2 separate regions of the Anser cygnoides genome follow, and region 1 is linked to region 2. The links are chromatin contacts, called in public Hi-C maps. All regions are on one chromosome and are shown on one strand. Each heading gives the region's core, a stretch centred on a gene start, on an enhancer-like site or on the middle of the called end of the contact. The rest is flanking DNA. Distances are from core to core; before and after follow the strand shown. Region 1 holds the start of TIPARP (TCDD inducible poly(ADP-ribose) polymerase). Region 2 holds the start of CCNL1 (cyclin L1).

Region 1 (3,943 bases), core at 675-3,174, 130 kb after region 2:
CCTTGGGAACAAGAGCCATTGCTCCTCTGGTTTTGAAGCCTCATGTCCCCAGTGGCTTCTGAAAAAAGCTTCAGATAAGATGCATTCAGCACAACACGGATTTGGGTACTTAAACAAAAACTTGAATTGCTTTGGCAGAAGTCCATGTCCCAATTTATTTTTGGGGAAGCGAGCACGACACACTTAGACTGAGCATGAGGTGACAGTTTTGTTGTATGCGATGTTCTGCTTACATTCCTGTTACCCAGTGCCAAGAGTTTTTTTTAAATCAAAGCGCTTGTTTGTTTTTTCCAAAAAAAAGTCTTTCATCATTCTTCTGCACAAAACAAAGTCACACTTCATCTTAACGGAGAGCCAGATGGGCACCAGGCAGACTGCGTTCCGAAATGCTACCGTGCTGCTCACATAAACCCAAACCCTGAACAAAAACTTAATTACATTCCACCACAACACACATTTACCCAGATGAGCGGAGGAAGAAATCTGTGCAAAAACACGGGCAACAAGCCGGAATATTAAAACAATCTTACACGTAATCTGTCCTGCGCTTTCCAACTACTTTTGACAACTCTAACAACACACTTCAATAAGGAAATTCCTATAATATTGATCGAATGGCGATGTTACCCACTACACATTTGGTTTTAAAGGGTTTTACAAACAAGATTGTCAAGAAAGTCCCGTGCAATACACACGTGCATGCTCAGAAGGTTAAAGCCCTTGAAACAACCGTCCACTAAAATGCCTCTGATGACCTCCATTCCCACGGAGAAAATTATTTAATTGAAACAGTCTGAATTCCTTTTCTGTTACTTTTAAGCAAGTTTATCTTTTCTCCGTTTTCAGACAGCCACAGAAACGTTTAGAAATTAAGAAAGCACAGCTCAAATAGTTTAATCCAGCTAGGTGTGGGAGCCATCACCGATTGCTCGAGAGCTGCGGCGAACAACAACGCCAAAGGGCAGCAGCCGAAGCCCCCCGGGCCGCCACCCCGGGGCCCCCTGCCACACGCTCCCAAGCGATGGGATTCCCGTCAGCGGTCGCAGACCCGTGACAGCAGGGTGCCTGCGTGCGGGTGGCGCTGCCACCCGAGTGATGAAGAGCAAGGGGGTGGATGAAGGGGCGAGGCGGGTCCCGGCCTCTTCGCGGGGGCACAGCAGGCTCAGTACTCACCGCTCGGTCTGCTGGTGCTTGGCGTTACCGTGCTTCATCTCAGCAGGTTACTGCGCTTCTCCTCATCGGGGTCACCATGCTTCTCCTCATCGGGGTCACCGTGCTTCTCCTCATCGGGGTCACCGTGCTTCACCTCACCTCACCAGCTTGCGGGGCAGCCCGGGGCCCTGCTGCAGGCACAGCCCCGTGCCACGGAGGGAGGCCGGCCCCAGCACCGGGCGCGTTCCTCCCGTCGCTCCCCGCAGGTACCAGCACAACGCTGGGGATGTTCCAACTTCACGCTGCGCTCGGCGTGCGCCACAACACCGCTGCACTCGGTGAGAGGAGCTCGGTACGGGGCCGAACAGCAGAGCCCCGCTCCGCTTACACGCGTTTTCTAAGTCTCTTCTTCGTTATAACGGGTACAGGCGGTGACACGAACCCACCTCGTCTCCAGCTGCCCTGCCCTGCCCTGCCCTGCCCTGCCCTCCTCGTGCTGCGGACCTGGGGGCCATGAGGCGAGGTGAGGTGAGGCGAGGTGAGGTGAGGCGAGGTGAGGCGGGGCGAGGCTCCTCTCTCCGCACCGGGGGCGCCCTCAGCCCGGTCCCAGGTCCCGGTCCCAGGTCTCGGTCCCAGGTCCGAGGTCCCAGGTCCCAGGTCCAGGTCCCGGTCCCGGTCCCGGTCCCAGGTCCCGGTCCCAGGTCCCGGACCCAGGTCCCAGGTCCCGGGTCGCCGCATGTGCCCGGTCCCTGTCAGCCCCCTCCGCCGCCGGAAGTCCCCTCGGCGGGTCCCGGAAGCGACGGGTCCCGCCCCGCCCCGCCCCGCGCCGCCCCGCCCCGCCCCGCCGCGGCGCTCCGTGAGGTGAGGCGGCCATGGCGCCCAGGGGCGGCCCCGGCGGGCGGCAGCAGTCGGAGGAGGACCTGCTGCTGCAGGACTTCAGCCGCAACCTCTCGGCCAAGTCCTCCGCGCTCTTCTTCGGCAACGCATTCATCGTCTCCGCCATCCCCATCTGTGAGCGCCGCGGGGGGCAGGCACCGGCACCGGGACCGGCACCGGGACTGGGCCGAGCCGAGCTGAGCTGAGCTGGGCCCGGGGAGCGGCGCCCCCCCCCTCCCCCCTCAGGACTCTGCCCGCGGCCCGGCTCCGTCCTCACCCCCCCCCCCGCTGCCGACGTGGCGGCCCCGGGCCGGGCTGGGGGCGGGGGGGGTGCTGCGGGGTGCCGGGGGGGCTGCGGGGCGCCGGGGGCTCCGCGCGGGGCCATAAGGCGCTAACGCTGCCCGCTGTTCGTTTCTGAAGGGCTTTACTGGAGGATATGGCACATGGATCTCGTCCAGTCCGCCGTGCTGTACAGCGTGATGACCCTCATCAGCACCTACCTCGTGGCCTTCGCCTACAAGAACGTCAAGTTTGTGCTCAAGCACAAGTAAGCGCGGCGGCTCGTATCAATTAACGCGTCGCGAAATACGTTTGCGTTGTTTTTATGAGTAAGAAGACGTGAAACGTTACTCTGATGAGCTGTTTTATGTAGAAGTGGAAAGACATCCAGCACTTTGTCTTGCTTTTTGCTGTCTTCGCAATTGATTGCATTAGCTGCTGAATTGCATTAACTTACACCGATACAGATCTTAAGCTGTGACGGCGTGAGGGGGAAAAGTTACAACTGCGGTGTTTAACCGTGACCTTCGCTTCTTGACTCCTTTTCCATTGGAAGTCCTTGATGGGAATTTAAGGTGTGACACCAAAATGTCCGCTCACGCTTTTCCTAAAGCTGTTGCCTGTTACCACGAGGCCGTTAACTTCAGCGTGGGGGAGAAAGGCACATGGATCGTGTACTTGCCAGGCTTCTTTGGTACCCATAAATCCTAATTGGTTTCTGTTACCTCTCGTGTAATTAGGGAATAGACTAGCCTTGTCAGCCAGCAGCACAATGAAATGGCAGAACTGCCCTTGGTCTCAGTGGGTATTGCCACAAACTCCATTTGACAAGCACTGCTCCTAATTTAATTACTGCTTATTGTTCCTTCAGCCTGGCAAAGCTGTTCAGTATCGTTCGTGGCTGACTTTTATTCTTCCCTGTAAAATGCCACTTCTGTAGTCACATTTTTTTTTCATTTTGCAACTTCACCAAAAATGGTGTTTCTTACAGGGTGGCACAGAAAAGAGAAGACGCTGTTTCCAAAGAAGTCACTCGTAAGCTTTCTGAGGCAGACAACAGGAAGATGTCCCGTAAGGAGAAGGATGAAAGGTAACCTCTTGCTGCCTTTCTCTTGTTTTAATAATGCCTGGCATCTTTAAAGCTCCGGGTAGGATACTAGACACTGTTGCTTGGCTGTTGTTTTTCTCTGTAACTAGAAACTTTTTCTTCTGGTAAGTTAAATTGTTTCTTTTTTTTAATGGTAAGTGGATTTTTTTTCCCCCCCTGATAAGTAAAAGCTATTTTGTCAGCTTTTCGTTCAGCTATAAATCCTTTTGAATGATCAATGAATGGTCTTAAACATCAAAGCTGTTACCAGTAAGGTCCTATAAGGCAGCCTCCCAGTCCCTGAGGTGCAAAGCAAAACACCTTTCAGTACAGGCCCGCTGATAGCTGCCTGAAGGGAAGCGGAAGGGTAGGGCGCATGCGACATACGTGGCGTAGTGGACTGCAAGTTCCTGCGGGAGCGCGTTTCCTGCTGCTGCTGCGCTGTGCTGCTCATCGGTGGGCACCCCCAGTGGTTGTGACTGGGAAAGCAAGTGTGCAGATTTCCCCCGTGATAGCTCTGACGAGTACCCGGGCTGTGCCCGATGAGCG
Region 2 (4,319 bases), core at 334-2,833:
GCCAATCAGGTTCCGAAGCTGCCCGCCGGGGGGGCGGGGCTTTCCTGGCAGTTCGCGTCTCCCTGCGGGCGGGTAGTCCCGGCCGGGTGCGCGGCCGCGGAGGGATACGGACGGGCAGGCGGGCGGGGCGCGGCGCGGCCGTTCCGAGAAGTGACGCGATAGCGGAAAGTACGCTTCCGCCGCCCCCGTGGCGGGCCGGCCGGGGAAGGGGCTGCTGCGGGGCGCTGAGGGGGCTCGGTGCCGGCAGCGCTGTGAGGGAGCGGCGGCTCGGGCTCCAGGAGGAGCCGGGGCCCGGCTGTGCCGCCTCTGTGCCGAGCTCTTCTGCCGAAACGGGGCTGGGCTCTGTAGAACCCCTGCTGTACCGATGGGGTGTGTGGGGGTGCGCCCCGGCTGCCCACCGCCCCCCTTGGGGCTTGCCAGAACTGTTTCTCAAGCAGCACACAATTGCAGTAGTAAACTACTACGGTAATAACAGCTTGCTAAAAAGGGGGTCGTTCCCCGCTCTTCAATAACCTGTTGCTAGAAATAAATGCATCATACACAGCGTGTCTGTAGTCAAGAGCTACCACACTGGTGCAGCTGGCAGAAATAACGTTTTTAGTAAGGAAAAGTGGGTGCAGATGGCGGCCCGCTGGCACCAAGGTCTGTGTGCGATGGGCTAGGTGCACAGCGAGCACCCACGGGACGCAGAAGCCTCCAGGACTGGCTTGGCGATGTGTTCAGCACGGCCGATAATCCGCAGGGATCCTCACCGGGATCTGTGGGGACATGAGATACCGGGGTGTGACAGCATGGGGGGCAGCGAGGGCTGGGCGGCTTCCCAAATCTGGGGTATGTGTGTGGGTGCCCAAATACTTGGTACGTGTGTGGGTACGCAACTCCGGGGTACGTGTGTGGATACCCAACTCTGGGGTACGTGCGTGTGTACCCAAATTCTGGGTATGTGTGTGGGTACCCAGCTCTGGGGTATGTGCGTGTGTACCCAAATTCTGGGTGCGTGTGTGGGTTCCCAACTCTGGGGTATGTGTGTGGGTTCCCAAATCCTGGGCATAGCCACGGCAGCCCGGTCAGTACCGCACACTCCCGCCTGTGGAAGGTAACACTGCAGGACTGCGCTCTCAGCCAGGAGTCGCGTGGCCCAGCTCACGTCAGCGCCGCACCACAGCAGTTGTGCGCTGTTACCCGACGTGGGGGTTGTTCTCCTGCCCGCATCCCTCAGGAACACCAAGCACCGTCAGCTGGGGCAGCTCAGGGCGAGCCGCTTCCAGTCACAACCCGCCCGCTGCGGTGTAAGGCGTGCGGAGAGGCGGCCGCCTTGACTCGCCCTTTGGTGCGGACGCAGGAATTTCACTTTTTAGGGCGATTTCTCCAAATTATCTGGAGCGTAAAGGAGTTCCTTACGGAGAACGGACAAGCTTGAAGGGGCCCCTTCACGCCACCCCCCCCCCCCCCCAAAAGTCTGTCAGGGCCGGGCGGGGCGGGGCGGCGGCGCGCGGGGGGACTTTTTTTTCCCGGCGTGCCCCGCGCGGACGCCGCGGGGTGCTGCGTCACGGCGCCGGGCCGCGCTAGTCTCTGCGTGGCCGGCCGCGGGTGCGGACGCGCGCCGCCATCATGGCCTCCGCCGCCGCGCTCCCGGCCCCCCCCGCCGCCGCCCCTGCCGCCGCCGTCGCCACAGCCGCCGCCCCGCCGGCCCCCTCCTGCTCCTCCGCCGCCGCCGCCGCCGCCCCGGGTATCCTGATCGGCGACCGGCTGTACTCGGAGGTGTCGCTGACCATCGACCACTCGCTGATCCCCGAGGAGCGCCTGTCGCCTACGCCGTCCATGCAGGACGGCCTGGACCTGCAGTGCGAGACCGACCTGCGCATCCTGGGCTGCGAGCTCATCCAGGCGGCCGGCATCCTCCTCCGCCTGCCGCAGGTCGGGGAGGGGGCTGAGCCGGGCCGGGCCGTGAGGAGGGGGGGGGGGCGGCCGCCATTGTGGCGCGGCGGGGCGGGGCGGGGGGGGGCGGCGGGTGCCCGGCACAAAATGGCGGCCGGGCGGGCTGAGGGCCTCCCTCAGTGACTGACTGACTGACTGACGGCCTCCCTCACTGACCCACCGCCGCTCCGTCTCCGCAGGTGGCCATGGCGACGGGGCAGGTGCTGTTTCATCGCTTCTTCTACTCCAAGTCCTTCGTCAAGCACAGCTTCGAGGTGAGCGCGGCGCGGCGCTGTGCCGCTCCCTGAAGGCCTTCAGGCCACGCTTCTCTTTAATTACCTAGCGTTAATTTTTTATCGCCGTTCAAATAACCCGGTGGAAATGGGCTTCCTTTCAGATTGTTGCGATGGCCTGCATCAATCTTGCGTCCAAAATCGAAGAGGCGCCTCGGCGTATAAGGGATGTGATCAACGTGTTCCATCACTTGCGCCAGCTAAGAGCAAAAAGGTAAGAGTAGTTTCCATCTCGGCACCAGCATCTTTCGTCACTAATGTGCGCTGCAGTTCTCAATCCACAGTATTTTTCCAGGCTAAGTTCAACGACCTAAAATTGAGAAAGGAGCGCGCATTGGCTGCTATGTAGGCAGTACAGCTCAGTGCTGACTACTTCTAACATTACTTTTGACTGTTTGGTAGAGCCTCTTTTATTATTTATTTAGCTACAAGTTTTTTGAGTATCAGTTGTAGTTTTAGGTCCGTGGTTGTAGTTTTAGGTATGCTATTAATTGATTTTTTTTGATGTCTCGTAGGTCTTGAAAGGTAGTGCTAGGTATGATGAGCCAATTAGTGGGTTGGTGCATATTCTCTAGTCTTTTAACAGTGTTCAGTAGTCCTAATGCTTTTCTTGTGGTAGCGTGTACCCACCCAAATGGGGTTATAGTGGCAATAAAGTACCAGTTTACAAAAGACGAAAGCTGAACTTCTCTCAGCGATAGCAGTATTACTTTTTAGAAGTAGCAGTTTTAGAATCTGAAGCAAGTATGGTTTGGCCTACAGTGTTTACAGCTTTAATGACTCGACTTCAACAAGGAATGTATAATTGAGCCTTGGAAGCTGAAGGCATCTTTAATTGCGAAAAGTGAGACTTCTGTTTTTTTATGGCATTGTGTGTTCGTGTCAGTCAGTAAAGTGGGAATGTGAGCTTACCTGATCTGTGTGCAGATCCGGATAATTTGTGTGTTCTAGTTGTAGAGCTGTTCTCAGCTGCTAGTGCCTAATACTGCTTTTTTGTGTGTAAAGTGATGTATGTTCTCATGTGTAAAGCAAATTAACACGGTGTGTTGGAGGTAGCAAGGAATGGTTGAAAGGAAGGAGTTACTGTTAAACGTAAGATATCTCTTAAATACGTGGTGCAGCAGTGTTACAGACAGGTTGGAGACTTCAGCTGTGCTGAAGTCGCTTTACTTTCAGTATCCGATCGCTTAGAACTCAGGGTAATTTATAGTTCTAGAGAGGTGGTCGTTTTCAACTAGATGTTTAAATTCACACTTTCACGTCTTGCTCAGTATTATCAACAGGAGCTCAAACTGAGTTGCGTTAACTTTTCAAAGCAGAGTAGAAATCCCTTAGGGAAGCCAGCTGTTTCTTGGTACGTTTATTTTGGTTGTGTTGGCTTCTAAAATGTCGGCTTTTACTGCCTCGTGCTCAAGTTCTGCTAGTTAGCTTCAGATACAAGAAGAATGGTCTAGTGTTGTACAATGAAAGGAACTTAGTTTTGTGGGTTGTTTTTTTTTGCTTTTCCTTTGAAGCTGTTGGCCCCGAGAGAGTTTTTTGAAGTTACACTGAAGGTGACTTCTGTAGTATTGTTTCTTAACTACAGTTGTGAGAAAGGAGTCTGGTTATTGGATTATTGAAGCTGGTTCAGAGATTCGTAATGTTTTGGCCTTGATCCAGGCGTTGAAGGTTAATTAATCATATGTAATGCTTTTCTTTGCAAGGAGAATACAAATTAGTTTTTTCTTTGTGCCATGCAAAGGATGAGAGAAACTGAACTTAACCTGTGAACTTAAATCTTTCCAGCTAGCCTGTTCCAAATCAGAATGTCACTTTTGCATGTTACATGGTGTCTAAAACGCATCATGTCGAGAGAAATCGTGCACTTCTACCCATTATTTTCTGGAGAAATGGGTATTGTTGCTGTGAGATTCTGAGTGAATCTGCATGAAATTAATCTAAAGATGCCGAAGTCTGACATTCAGGCTTGCTTTTCTTTTTTTTACAAGCAGGATGTAAACGTTTTTCTGTACTTTTTACAAGATTACAATCACATAATCTGTACACGTTATTAACTTCAACTCTTTTTTCCCTTGCAACCGACTATACAGCGACCAGCTACATTTACCA

Evidence for each region. Hi-C and Micro-C count contacts between places; a contact is called where the count stands out from the background.
Region 1: a Hi-C map of liver shows a contact between it and region 2, with 5 times the contacts expected there. The contact joins the promoter of TIPARP here to the promoter of CCNL1 in region 2. A contact is called at or near these places in 5 of 7 Hi-C or Micro-C datasets (fetal liver, granulosa cells and liver).

The regions. Positions count from the first base shown.
Region 1 is chr9:25,706,858-25,710,800 of Taihu_goose_T2T_genome, forward strand. It overlaps TIPARP (TCDD inducible poly(ADP-ribose) polymerase), which reads right to left and starts at 1,925. Exons shown (of 6, transcript XM_067002605.1): 1 at 1,657-1,925. The coding sequence starts at 1,890. It overlaps SSR3 (signal sequence receptor subunit 3), which reads left to right and starts at 1,970. Exons shown (of 5, transcript XM_067002614.1): 1 at 1,970-2,163; 2 at 2,449-2,575; 3 at 3,299-3,397. The coding sequence starts at 2,025.
Region 2 is chr9:25,575,174-25,579,492 of Taihu_goose_T2T_genome, forward strand. It overlaps CCNL1 (cyclin L1), which reads left to right and starts at 1,584. Exons shown (of 11, transcript XM_067002730.1): 1 at 1,584-1,917; 2 at 2,118-2,192; 3 at 2,315-2,424. The coding sequence starts at 1,612. It overlaps LOC136791478 (a long non-coding RNA gene), which reads left to right. Exons shown (of 2, transcript XR_010833695.1): 2 at 1-535. LOC125182277 (a long non-coding RNA gene) reads right to left here and starts at 2,145. Exons shown (of 2, transcript XR_010833694.1): 1 at 1,858-2,145; 2 at 575-758.